Regions from separate parts of the Mus musculus genome. Here all the other regions are linked to region 1. The links are chromatin contacts, called in public ChIA-PET, HiChIP or PLAC-seq and capture Hi-C maps. All regions are on one chromosome and are shown on one strand. Each heading gives the region's core, a stretch centred on a gene start, on an enhancer-like site or on the middle of the called end of the contact. The rest is flanking DNA. Distances are from core to core; before and after follow the strand shown. Region 1 holds the start of Jund (jun D proto-oncogene). Region 2 holds the start of Tssk6 (testis-specific serine kinase 6). Region 3 has its middle 27 kb from the start of Gatad2a. Region 4 holds the start of Nr2f6 (nuclear receptor subfamily 2, group F, member 6).

Evidence for each region. ChIA-PET counts read pairs in DNA pulled down with a chosen protein or histone mark. HiChIP or PLAC-seq counts read pairs in DNA pulled down with a chosen protein or histone mark. Capture Hi-C pulls out chosen DNA fragments and counts their contacts.
Region 2: an RNA polymerase II ChIA-PET map of memory CD8 T cells shows a contact between it and region 1, with 141 read pairs. The contact joins the promoter of Tssk6 here to the promoter of Jund in region 1. A contact is called at or near these places in 3 of 115 datasets of contacts at active chromatin or transcription factors (astrocytes, memory CD8 T cells and thymic regulatory T cells).
Region 3: a contact with region 1 is called in an H3K27ac HiChIP or PLAC-seq map of thymic regulatory T cells, with 3 times the contacts expected there. The contact joins the enhancer-like site here to the promoter of Jund in region 1. A contact is called at or near these places in 1 of 484 Hi-C or Micro-C datasets (CD4 T cells) and 5 of 115 datasets of contacts at active chromatin or transcription factors (bone marrow-derived dendritic cells, double positive thymocytes, effector CD8 T cells and 2 more).
Region 4: a capture Hi-C map of embryonic stem cells shows a contact between it and region 1, with 2.8 times the contacts expected there. The contact joins the promoter of Nr2f6 here to the promoter of Jund in region 1. A contact is called at or near these places in 8 of 39 promoter capture datasets (the 3T3-L1 cell line, cranial neural crest, embryonic stem cells and 5 more), 3 of 484 Hi-C or Micro-C datasets (embryonic stem cells and stem cell-derived neural progenitor cells), 13 of 115 datasets of contacts at active chromatin or transcription factors (VIP interneurons, bone marrow-derived macrophages, embryonic limb bud and 5 more) and 1 of 9 other capture datasets (embryonic stem cells).

The regions. Positions count from the first base shown.
Region 1 is chr8:70,696,305-70,699,210 of GRCm38.p6, forward strand. Jund (jun D proto-oncogene) reads left to right here and starts at 1,435. Exons shown (of 1, transcript NM_010592.5): 1 at 1,435-2,906. The coding sequence starts at 2,754.
Region 2 is chr8:69,900,739-69,903,644 of GRCm38.p6, forward strand. It overlaps Tssk6 (testis-specific serine kinase 6), which reads left to right and starts at 1,446. Exons shown (of 1, transcript NM_032004.2): 1 at 1,446-2,780. The coding sequence starts at 1,570. The coding sequence ends at 2,391. It overlaps Ndufa13 (NADH:ubiquinone oxidoreductase subunit A13), which reads right to left and starts at 1,282. Exons shown (of 5, transcript NM_001382215.1): 1 at 1,199-1,282; 2 at 804-994. The coding sequence starts at 897.
Region 3 is chr8:69,999,889-70,002,794 of GRCm38.p6, forward strand. No RefSeq gene overlaps it. Among named protein-coding and RNA genes, the nearest start is that of Gatad2a, 27 kb to the left of the region's middle. Within about 2 kb of position 1,538, at least 276 of the 459 cell types and tissues checked have an H3K27ac peak or open chromatin away from gene starts, as enhancers often do. A contact at or near this core is called in bone marrow-derived dendritic cells, double positive thymocytes, memory CD8 T cells and 1 more, where this site is marked.
Region 4 is chr8:71,380,512-71,383,417 of GRCm38.p6, forward strand. It overlaps Nr2f6 (nuclear receptor subfamily 2, group F, member 6), which reads right to left and starts at 1,441. Exons shown (of 4, transcript NM_010150.2): 1 at 480-1,441. The coding sequence starts at 760.

The sequences.
Region 1 (2,906 bases), core at 185-2,684:
GTCAGGACAGGCCGCTCCCGCCTTTAATCCCAGCATTCGGGAGTCAGAGGCAGGAGGATCTTTGAGTTCGAGACTAACCTGGTCTACAGAGTGAGCTCCAGGACAGCCAGGGCTACACAGAGAAACCCTGTCTCGAAAAGCAACCAAAAATGTTCAGGTCTTACTATTTCTTTACATTTTCCATGCCACTACAAAATGCTCTCCTTGCCTGATAGGGAAAGTGAGTCTCAACAGAGGTAAAACTTAATTTGGTACGTAAACCTGTCCCCAGTCAGCTCAAACCACCGCCTCCAGAGCGCACGCCCGCCCATCCCCCACCCGCCAAGGCCAAGTCCCAAGGTCAGGGCGGAGCCTCGCGCGCTCCGCCAAGCTCCGTACGGCCCCGGGGAGAGGCAGGCCTGGCGCCGGGGGCTGGCTGGCGTTGGGCCAGCACTAGCTGGCTCAGTCGTTTGGCGGGGGGCGGGGGAGGGGGTGCTGGCTGGGATATGGCTCGCGAAGCGCAAACCCCACGTGTGTGGTGAGGGGAGAGTCCACTCTATCTTTCTGGATGGTCACTTGCCTACAAAAGGGGATAAAACCTGGGTGTGTGGCTCTCTGAGGCAACAACTGGTCAAGGCTCGGGCGGGGGTTTGGGGGGAGGGGGGAGAACCCTCTGAGGCCTCAATGGCCTGGGCGAAGGTCCTGAGGTGCAAAGGAGCTCCAATGGGGTACAGATTGGAGAGGAGTCACAGAGAAGGGATGAGACTCCTCTCTGGTCTTCTAAGGGTTGTGTTGAGTGTGCTGGGACTTGTTGCTCCCACCTCTTCCACCTCCGTTCCCAGCAAGCAGAAAAGCCTGCATCAGGCCTGGTGGCATACTGTACTAATTAAGAGGGTAATTACCAGTCCGGATTCTCATTTGCAGGCTCCACTCTGGGACCCACCTCAGGCTCTAGAAGAGTCAAGAGTAAAAACGTGTACTGCCATGGCTGTCCAGAGGCCTGGCACCCTAGTTCTGTCCTTGGGAGGACAAATGTGTGGTAAATGCCTGTCCTTACAGCACATAGAAGGCAGAAGGATCACTTCTCAAGTCTAGCCTGAGCTACAGAAAAATTCTGTCTCAAAACAAAGGCAAAAACAAAACAAAACAAAAAAAACCCCACAAGCTCACCCCAGAACTTCCATCAGCAGGAGCCCCAGGTCAACCTGGGTTACAGCTTTTGCATAGTGCCCTTTAACTCTAGCACTTAGCAGGTCCACATCTGTAAGTTCCCAGCCAGCCCCAGCTGGAAGGTGAGAGATCCTTGCTCAAAACACAAAGTAAAACTCAACAAACCCAAGACTCAAATCTCATGCTAAGATGAGGTGATGGGCACGTCTTTCACGTTGAGGCAGTGAAATCACCCTCAGTCTTGGTCAGCTAGGGTACAGGGTGTCCTAATAACTGAAACCGAAGCAAGGCACAATGGCATATATTAGTCATCCAGAAGCCTGAGGTGAGATTTTGGGGGGTTCGGGAGGTCATTCTGGGGTACAGAGTGAGATTCTGTTTCAAAACGTCCCAATCCAGGGCCATAGGGTAGGCTTAGAAAGTAAACGTGACTGCACCCAAGTCGGACAGCCAGAGTGCCACACCGGGGAGAACAGACTCCCAACTCTCCTCTGACCTTCCTGGACACACACACACACAAAGCACAGATACCTACACAGACAAACACAGATACACAACCACACAGACAAACACACCAGCATGTAAAATAAAAACCGAGATCTGTAGGCCGAGGTTAAGAGACTCAGGCCTGTTACTGCCACACTTGGGAATATGAAACAGGGGGACTGAAGTTAAGTTCATGAATAGCGGAGTCTAGAGGATGAGATCCTGTCTTGACCCAAAACAAAGATTAAAAAAATTTTTTTTCACCGAGATCAAGAAAAAAACCTACAACTGATGGCTACCCTGGCTGCAGTTGGACTCCACACATCCCATCCTCAGTTTCCCCAAGGAAAAGGCAGGAGGTCAGCTTTTAGGGCGTTCGACTCCACCCTGTGAAACTGACAAGGAGCTAAGTAGTTGTGGGGACTCTCCAAGGGACCCTCCTCTGCCTCCCCCTTCCTGCCCACACCTGCCAGCTCCCAGCCGGAGGAACCCTGGCCGGCGCCCGGCCCCCGAGGGGCGTGCCTTCGGTGGGCGTGACGCGGGGCGTGGCTTCACAGAGGGCCTGGGTTTATGAGGCTCCACACATCACGCCACAGAAGTGCCAGAGACAGGGGAGAGATAGACGCACAGATGAGGTCCAGTTTGAGAAACAGAGAGGCAAGATCTAGAGGGAAGTAAAGAGGGGAGGAAGAGAAAGGGAGGAGAGGCAAGAAACAGCAGGGTAGGGACAGAGCCTGCCCGGCAATCCAAGCTGGGCGTGGTGACCCGGCCAAACCGCGTTCAGCCCCACCCCCATGACGTCAACCCACAATGCAGCGCGTTGTTGTGCCATGTAGCGAGCGTCGCTCTTGGCAACAGCGGCCGCCACCAGGCGAGGGCGTCCCGCTCCCGCCCCTTTATGCAAATCAACGACGTCACCTCGCGCCAATGGCGAGCGGGGGCGGTGAGCTCATCGCGGGGGCCGAGGCTATAAGAGTGCGCGCGGGCGGCGCGGGGCAGAGCGGCCGGCATCGGAGCCGGTCTGTACGGGCAGCGGACTGGGGGGCATACGGGGCCCCCCGGGGAGGCCGCGGCCACTCCCCCCGCCCCGGGGCCGAGCGCGGCGGGGGAAGGTGGGGATGGAAACGCCCTTCTATGGCGAGGAGGCGCTGAGCGGCCTGGCTGCGGGTGCGTCGAGCGTCGCTGGTGCTACTGGGGCCCCCGGCGGTGGTGGCTTCGCGCCCCCGGGCCGCGCTTTCCCCGGGGCGCCCCCGACGAGCAGCATGCTGAAG
Region 2 (2,906 bases), core at 196-2,695, 800 kb before region 1:
GGGACTTTAACTTTCTTCATATTCTTTTCCTGTTGAAATCGATAATAAAATTCTAAATGTTACTTAAAACACTTTTAAAAACTTAAAAACACAGCCTGGTGGGCACATGCCTGTCATCCTGGTACTATGAAGGCATAGAGTTGGGGTGTTCATAATTTCAGGCTGGCCTGGGCTCCACGAAAGCCGGTGGGGGTGGGGGCTGGGGGTGGGCAGAGAATGCCAGAAGAGGAACCAGCACTAGGGAGGCTAGAGTTTAAGACTAGCCTTCTATGCTATGTTACAATCAACACACATCTTGCCTTGGGTGGACCTGTCTGTCATCCCAGCAATCCATTGGCAAAGGCAGGGTCGCCACGAGTTTGAGGCCAGCCTGGGCTATATAGTAAGTCCCTATCTGCAAAAAAAAAAAAAAAAAAAAAAAAAAAAAAAAATTTAAAAACATTAAAAAAAAAATACGTATAACGGTGCATACCTATGAGCATAGCCTTCGGAAGTGAAGGCAAGAGATCAGGAGTTCTAGATCAGTCTCTGCTACGGAGTTTGAGGCCAGCCTAAAACAAAACAAAAGCCTCCAAACTCCAGGTTAGTGCTTCTCGCAGGCTTAGTTTCCAGGCCCGTGGAAGCCAGCTGGAAACTAGGGGACATGAACATTCTGGCTTCCGGGATGCTGCACTAGAAAACCAAGATTCCAACTCAGCCTCCGCTCACACTGTGCACTCTGAAGCCCGCAGGCTGCCCTCTCTCGTCTAACCGCATAACAAAAGCCTGGTCTGCGACGAACAGGACGACACTGAGACACTGACCCGACAGTCCCCGGCGGGGCAGGTTCCGCTTGTAGTCGATGGGGCCGTAGCCCCCTGGCGGGGGCATGTCCTGCTTCACCTTCGACGCCGCCATACTTGCAGGACCCGCAACTTCCGGCCACCAGCGGAAGTGAGGCAACGCGCGACCACCATTTTGAGTGTGGCGGAAGTTCCGTCACCCAGGAGGTTCCCTATAATTTGGAAGCGTTACGCTAGCCTTGCTGCGATCCGGAAGTCAGTCCCTCCTCCCTCTGGCCCTAGGCAGGGAGTAACTGTGGTCTGCATCTAGAGCTCTCTCGGGCGTGTTTCTTGCACTAAAAACCTTGGGAGTTCACCTACTTTCTTTCGTGAGCCATGGTAGCCAGGCTCGAGGCAACAGGCTGGTTCCCACCCACCTGAGCACCATCACTTCAGGGAGGGACTTGTCCTGTTCCACATCAGTGGGCAGTCTCCTCGCCAGTGACTTCTCACGAGGAACTGACCATTAAGGGCGATTGAGTCACAAAGCCTAAGAAGGGTTTAGGGAGCCCGCGGGGCGGGGGAGGGAGGGTCCCCGCCCCAAGGCCGAGTGACGCCCGCAGTCACTTCACAAGGCAGAAATTGTTACCCGGGCAATAAAAGTCATCGCGGCTGTAGGGCCTTGGGAGTGGGCACATGGGGGCACGGGGGTGCAGGTGCCAAGCACCATGGGTTAGGCCCGAGATTGGAGTCCGGCCGCCCCCCGACAGCAGCCGCCTCCTGCTCCCCGCGCGCCCCGGGCGCCACCATGTCGGGCGACAAACTCCTGAGCGAACTTGGCTATAAGCTGGGCCGCACGATAGGTGAGGGCAGCTACTCCAAGGTGAAAGTGGCCACCTCCAAGAAGTATAAAGGGACGGTGGCCATCAAGGTGGTGGACCGCCGGCGAGCGCCTCCGGACTTCGTCAACAAGTTCCTGCCTCGAGAGCTGTCCATCCTGCGGGGAGTACGGCACCCGCACATCGTACACGTTTTCGAGTTCATCGAAGTGTGCAATGGGAAGCTGTACATCGTGATGGAGGCAGCAGCCACCGACCTGCTGCAGGCAGTGCAGCGCAACGGGCGCATCCCGGGGTCGCAGGCGCGCGAACTCTTCTCGCAGATCGCGGGCGCCGTGCGCTACCTGCACGACCACCACCTGGTGCACCGCGACCTCAAGTGCGAAAACGTGCTGCTAAGCCCTGACGAGCGCCGCGTCAAGATCACGGATTTCGGTTTCGGCCGCCAGGCGCACGGCTACCCAGACCTGAGCACCACCTACTGCGGCTCGGCCGCGTATGCGTCACCTGAGGTGCTCCTGGGCATCCCCTACGACCCTAAGAAATACGACGTGTGGAGCCTGGGCGTTGTGCTCTACGTCATGGTCACCGGGTGCATGCCCTTCGACGACTCGGACATTGCTGGCCTACCCCGGCGCCAGAAGCGCGGCGTGCTCTACCCTGACGGCCTCGAACTGTCGGAACGATGCAAATCCTTGATCGCCGAGCTGCTACAGTTCAGCCCGTCTGCCCGGCCCTCGGCGGGCCAGGTGGCGCGCAATGGCTGGCTGCGGGCCGGGGACTCCGGCTAGGAGCCGGGGTTCTCGCTGTTCCCGCCGCACCAGGCACAGAGCCAGGGCGGCGCACGCGCGAAGGGCGAGCTTCGGGAAACCCGCGAAGTCGCCGCGCGCCACTGCGCACGCGTCCTGTCCCTTCCCCTTCCCCCACGGCGGCGGCCCTCTGAGGCCTGCTGTTGGGTTCTGATTCCTCCTGCACAAACTGATTGCTGGAGAGCGCATGCGCATCCTCGATTTCTGGCGAGAAGGCCCCGGGAGGGGCGCAAAGAGAAGAGAGAGAAGCATTGCGCCTGCGCAGAATGAGCTGTTGCACGGTGGGTTGCCATGCTACAGAGAAACCGTGGGCCAGCCGTGCACGCTAAGTTCCAGGTTGGAACCTGCAATAAATTCGCTCTTCCTTGCAACTGGGGTTAGCGGTGGAACCTTGTCACTGAGCAGGGGGTGGGAAGTTTTCGGCAACTTAGAGAAAGGCGAGTATGTGGAAATTCTACCTTTAGACCTAAAAACCGGAGTAGGGAGATTCAAATCCT
Region 3 (2,906 bases), core at 288-2,787, 700 kb before region 1:
TTGAATCAACAATTATTGATGGGATTATAGGTCAGCATAGTATGTAATTTCCCATTGTATGCAGAAGAGAAAGGCAGTGCTGGGCCTTGGTGGCGCACGCCTTTAATCCCAGCATTTAGGAGGCAAAGGCAGGCAGATTTCTGAGTTCGATGCCAGCCTGGCCTATAGAGTGAGTTTCAGGAGAGCCAGTGCTACAAAGAGAAACCCTGTCTCGAAAAAAGAAAAAAAAAAAAAAAAAGGAAGGTAGGAAGGAAGAAAGAAAGAAAGAAAGAAAGAAAGAAAGAAGAAAGAAAGAAAGAAAGAAAGAAAGAAAGAAAGAAAGAAAGAAAGAAAGAAAGAAAGAAAGAAGGAAAGAAAGGAAGGAAGAAAGAAAGGCAGGTACACTCAGCTACTGTTATTGGTCTACATCAACTGCTCAACTGTAGTATTACATCTTAACTGACACTTGTATTATTTACATCTCAAATCCAAAAACAATTATAACACGTATTGCTCTTGCAGAGAACCAGATTTCATTCCCAGCGCTCACATGGTGACTCACAACCCTCTATAACTCCAGTTCCAGGAGATCTGGTGCATGTGGTGTGCTTACATACATTTATACACATAAAAAACTTTAAATCTCCAATCCAGCAACATGCTCAAAGGTGAGAAAGCACTATGGTCTCATGGAGAGCATGCTCACATTAGCAATCAAAAATTGGTGCTGGGACCTAGAGAAATGGTTCAGTGATTAAGAGCACTGACTGCTCTTCTGAAAGTCCTGAGTTCAAATTCCAGCAACCACATGGTAGCTCACAACCATCCGTAATGAGTTCTGACCCTCTTCTGGTGCATCTGAAGCCAGCTACAGTGTACTTACATATAATAATAAATCTTTTTTAAAAATTGATAAGCAGTGCATTAGCTAGTGTCCAGCTCAATATATGCCCCCCCCACACACACACACACAACTAAACTACTACTGTACTGGTAAAATAATCCAAATAAATAATCAAAACTTTTGAGACCTAGACAGGGAATGCAATTCAGTTGATAGTGATTGCCCAGTGTGCACAGTGTGCATTCCCGGCCCCACATAAACTAGGTGTGATGGTGCACACCTGTCAGCTCAGAATTTAGGAAATAGAGGCAAGACACTCAGAAATCTAAGGTCATCCTCATCTTCATAGTTCAAGAACAGCCTGGGCTAAGGAAAAAATAATAATCCTAACCCTTTTCTTTGTCTGAAGTGAACTCTCTTTGAAGAGAGACTCCAGGTAGATACTCTAGTGAAATTCCTGAACCTCAGAGCCAAGGGCAGCCTAGTTTTATAATAAAAACTGAAGCAAGAGCCATGTGACTGAAGGATGAGTTTCCTTTCCCTGGTGGAAGCTGATTGCATCTCTTCACCAAGGCGTGGCCCTTCCTGGGTCTGGGGAATCAACTTGACGAACAGGCTGAGTGACATTCACGCCCATATAGGGAAGTGGGAGCTGGCCCAGGCAGCCCCACAGGCGTTAGGAAGGCGGGGCCTCTGCCAGCCAGAGACCTGTGGCTGCTCTCCTGAGAAGTCCCCTCGCACAGAGGAAGCGTTCCACCAGCACTGAGAGTGACCGCTGAGTAATGCCACAGACAGATAGCAAAAAGGTTATAGCCTCCAGGGTCGAGGGCCCAGGTCTGTCCCGGCATAAAGGAGACTGCTGAAGGAAGGATCGTAAATTGAAGGCTAGTCTGAGCTACAGACCCTCTTTTGAGAAACAACACAAAAAACAGGTGCGGTAATAATCGCAGCACTTCAGAAGAGGATCACTGTGAGTCTGAGGATAGCCTGGCTTGCAGAGGAAGGGGAGGGGAAGAGAAAAGGGAAGTGGGCTCTGGAAAGACGGCTTAGTGGCACTTGCTGCTCTTGAGTGTGACCCAAATACCCACTTATGGCAGCTCACAGTCGCCTCTGTGTGCAGCTCCAAGGGATCCAACGCCCCCTTCTGTCCTCTAAGGTCACCTGCAAGGCACATGTGCACAGATAGACACGTTAATAAAAATTAAATATATCTTTATTTTTAAAGGAAAAAAAAAAGAGGAAACGAAGGGAGAACTGTGTGTACTGACCCACCACTGTCACAGCAGCATGTCACGTAAGGATTAAGTTTTTATTTTTGTTTTTTTTTTTTTTTCCGAGACAGGGTTTCTCTGTATAGCCCAAGCTGGAACTCACTTTGTAGACCAGGCTGGCCTCGAACTCAGAAATCTGCCTGCCTCTGCCTCCAGAGTGCTGGGATTAAGGGCGTGCACAACCACGCCTGGCTGGAGGATTAGGAATTTAAGGGTTATCTTTAGCTACATATGGAATTCCAGGAAAGCCTAGGCTACAAGGAAAGGGAGGGTGACAGAAGGAGGGAAGAAAAGAAAGAGGCAAGAAGGGAGGAAGGAAAGAGAAAAGGGAGTTAGGTTAAAGCTATACAGAGTCACTAAAGAGTCTCTAAATGGCTGAGTTGCTTTGCACAGAGCTAAATACCACACCCTGCATCCCTGCAGGCATCTTCATTCATTAGAGTTGACCCAGCTTGTGTGTTGTGTATCTCTAGAATCACTGACCTACTGAAAGCAGCATCCTTTTGAGGGTCTGTGGGCTTGGTCCTGGTTTCCCCAGGGAAGCAAATCATTGTTTTTAGAGGGAAAAAGATCAGGTGCAATGGCACCAACAGGCCGTCGTTCGCACCCCTGTGCTTCCCTAGAGAAAATCAAGCAGACATCTACAAGCTATGGTGGACCACACTGTGCCTTTATTGAGATGAGTTTCTAGAATATACAGAAGCAAAGCCAGACTAAGCCCAGGAGCCCTTTCAGCCAAGCATTTTGTAGACAGGGCCTTAATATATAGCTCAAGCTGCCTGATATTCCTGTCTGTCTCAGCCTCCTATGGG
Region 4 (2,906 bases), core at 191-2,690, 680 kb after region 1:
AGGCAGCCATTCCGAGACACCCACCCGGGAGTCTCTCCAGCTACCCATGCAAGGGCGACTTTGGAAGTGATATTTGACCCAAGGGCGCGCCGGATCGATCCGCGCGGCCGCAGACAATGGCCCCTGGACGCCGCCAGCCCCGCGGTGCGACTTGCACCTCTGATTCCCGCGAGGCACCACGCGTGACGGGCCCCCACGAGAAAGGGGGCACTGGGGGCTGGAAAGAGGGTCCTCACTCCTGACAGCACTCCCGAGCCCTCCCTGTCTAGCAGAACCAGCTCTCTCCAGAGCAGGAGGACAAGAGCAAAGACCACCTGCGCGGGGGAGGAGAGGGGGAGCACCTGCACGCATGTATCACCAACTCCACTAGGGCCGAACCCGTGGTCTGGGGCAGGAATGCGGGTGTGGGGAAGGTCAGCGCCAGGCCCAAGGTGACCGAGCAGGTCCGGGCCAGCTCGGTGGCCGCGCGTGGGGCTCACCGGCAGGTGTAGCTGAGATTGCGGCGGATGCTGCGCTTGAAGAAACTCTTGCAGCCCTCGCAGGTGAACACGCCGTAATGCTTTCCACTGGACTTGTCCCCGCACACCACGCAGTCCACCTGCAACCCCGGACGCTCCTCGTCGCCCGGCTCCGCGTCGCTGGTCGCCCCGGGAGGTGACGCCGAATCGTCCTCGGTCGCGCGTGGGTAGCTCCCACCAGCCTTGTCCACGCCGTTCGTGTCGCCTCCGGGGTCGCCCCAGCCACCGGTCACCATGGCCATAGCCCCGGAGACAGCGGGGCCGGTACGCCCCGGGACGAGTCCGTCCCCTCTGGGCACGCCTGGCGACCCGAGAGGGACCCGGCTACCCCGGGCGCATGCAGCCCGCGCTCTCGGGGGGCTCCGGTCGCACACCCCCCTGAAAAAAGTTTTGCGGCAACTTCCTGCGGCCGGTCCGCGCGCCAGGCAGGAACTGGTCGGGCCGGTTCCAGGCCAACTTTCCCACGCGTGCCCGCGGTCGACGGGGGCGCGCTAGAGGCGCGAGTCTGGGGCGCCCAGGTCCCGTGGTCCGGAGTCCTGGGGACCCGGTAGCGTCGCGGGGGCCATGGCCCGGCCCCGCCGCCCAGGCCAACTTAGTGGCTCACCATCCGAGCGCGCGCGGGCGCCCCCGAGCCCGGGGGGAAACTTTGGCCGCAAGTTACGCGGCGAGGGGGGAGGGGCGGCGGGAGCGCGCGTCGGAGACCCGGAGTCCCGCACGCCGCGCGCGCCCGGCCGTAATCGCAGAGGTCCAGGCGATAGAGCTGAGTGGAGAGTGCGACCCGCGGCCTTCCCTGGATCGTCTCCCCGCCGAGCGCTCGCGCGGCCGGCCTCGGCCTGCGCCTGGGCCCGAGCCTCGGCCTCGCCCTGGCGCTCGCCGCCGGCCCCGCGCTGCGGCCGGCCTGACACCCGCGTTCCATCGGCGCCGGCGGGGGCGGGGCGGGGGCGCGCGGCGCGGCCGGGGGCGGGCGCTCGTTGCCCCGGCGACGGCCGCCCTTATAAGGGCATGGGGTAGCCGCGCGCCGCCCGGAGCCGTGGGCCGGCGAGAGGGCGGGGCGGGGCGCGCAGCTGACCCTCCCCCACGCGGCCGCGCAGCCTTAACCCCTGCGAGTCCTGTCGGGGCATCGGGGAGCTCCGCGCGGCTCCCGGCAGCCGCGCCCCCCGGGGACATCTGCAGGGGGCACGCCCCCGCCGCTCAGGCGCGCGCCCCGCTTTGCTCTGCGCGGCTGCCAGCTGGAGCGGCCCCCTCCTCCCCAAAGTCTCCGCGGCCCGCCCCCGCCTCCGCCTCCGCCTCGCGCTCCGCTCCGGTGAACACCTGGTGTCCGGAGTCTGGGGGTGGGCGTCCGCGCTGTTAGGTCAAGGGGTCCCCCTCTCTCCTTTCAGGCTTCAAGGGTGGGAGAGGCTGGGCGTCAGTCGCCTCTCCGGCCGGAAGGCGTGCCAGTCCCGGGCTGTTGTCCGGGTCTCTCTTCATTTCCTTTCCTTTTTTTTTTTTTCTTCTTCTTCACAGAAAGGGTTTGGCCTGGTGACCGGCTGGGCCACAGATGTCTAGCCCCCCTCCCGTCCAGCCCCCCACGCCTAGAGCCTCCCAGCTGCCGCCACGCCCCTGCCCCCTCCAATTCTACTGGAGCAAGCATTTATTAAGCACCCTTTGTATGCAGGACCCCCCAGGGCACGGATTTATTAAGCTCCCTTCACATTTGAGGCCTAGATGGGATTGAGGCCTGACTCTAGGTCTGTTAACGTTTAACAGAGGGAAAAGTCCCTCTTGGGGTGACCTTTCACCCCTGAGTCAGAGTTCTGACGGCCAGGCCTGTTCTGCCTCCTATGCAGGCCTGGGTCCAGTATAGACACACCAGAGAACGCGGCCAACCTGGACAAGGTGCCCTCCCTTCTGTGCCTTGTGAAAATCATCCCACAAGATGAGCCCTCACATAAGGGGACTTAAAGGAACTGAGGTTCAGGTTTCCGCTAGCCATGTACACCCAGCCCTGTGCTGTTGGGTACCTAGAAGAATCCACCTGGATACCTTGTGAAAATACAAATACAGAAATCAGGAAGAACTAGAATCAGACTGGAGCAAGGACTTCCCAGGAATCTGATTAGAATCGACCCTGCTTTAGTGGTGACAAATCCTGGGTGACCCAGAAGATAAATCAGTTTAGGAGTCATAGTTGGTTGTTTGGGATGAGAACAGTCCTAGATTGGACTATTCTCGAGTCCTTGGTGCCAGTATCTCAGGAGAGGGTTGAAAGGGTTAAGGGCCAGAGGGCCAGAGAGAGGGCTTAGGAGGAAGAAAGGCTCTGGAAGAGGGGGCTGAGTCACAGAAGTTCAAATAAACAAGGATTTTGGGAGACTAGTCTCAGTGAGGGGCCCAAAGGGAAGAGATAGTTTC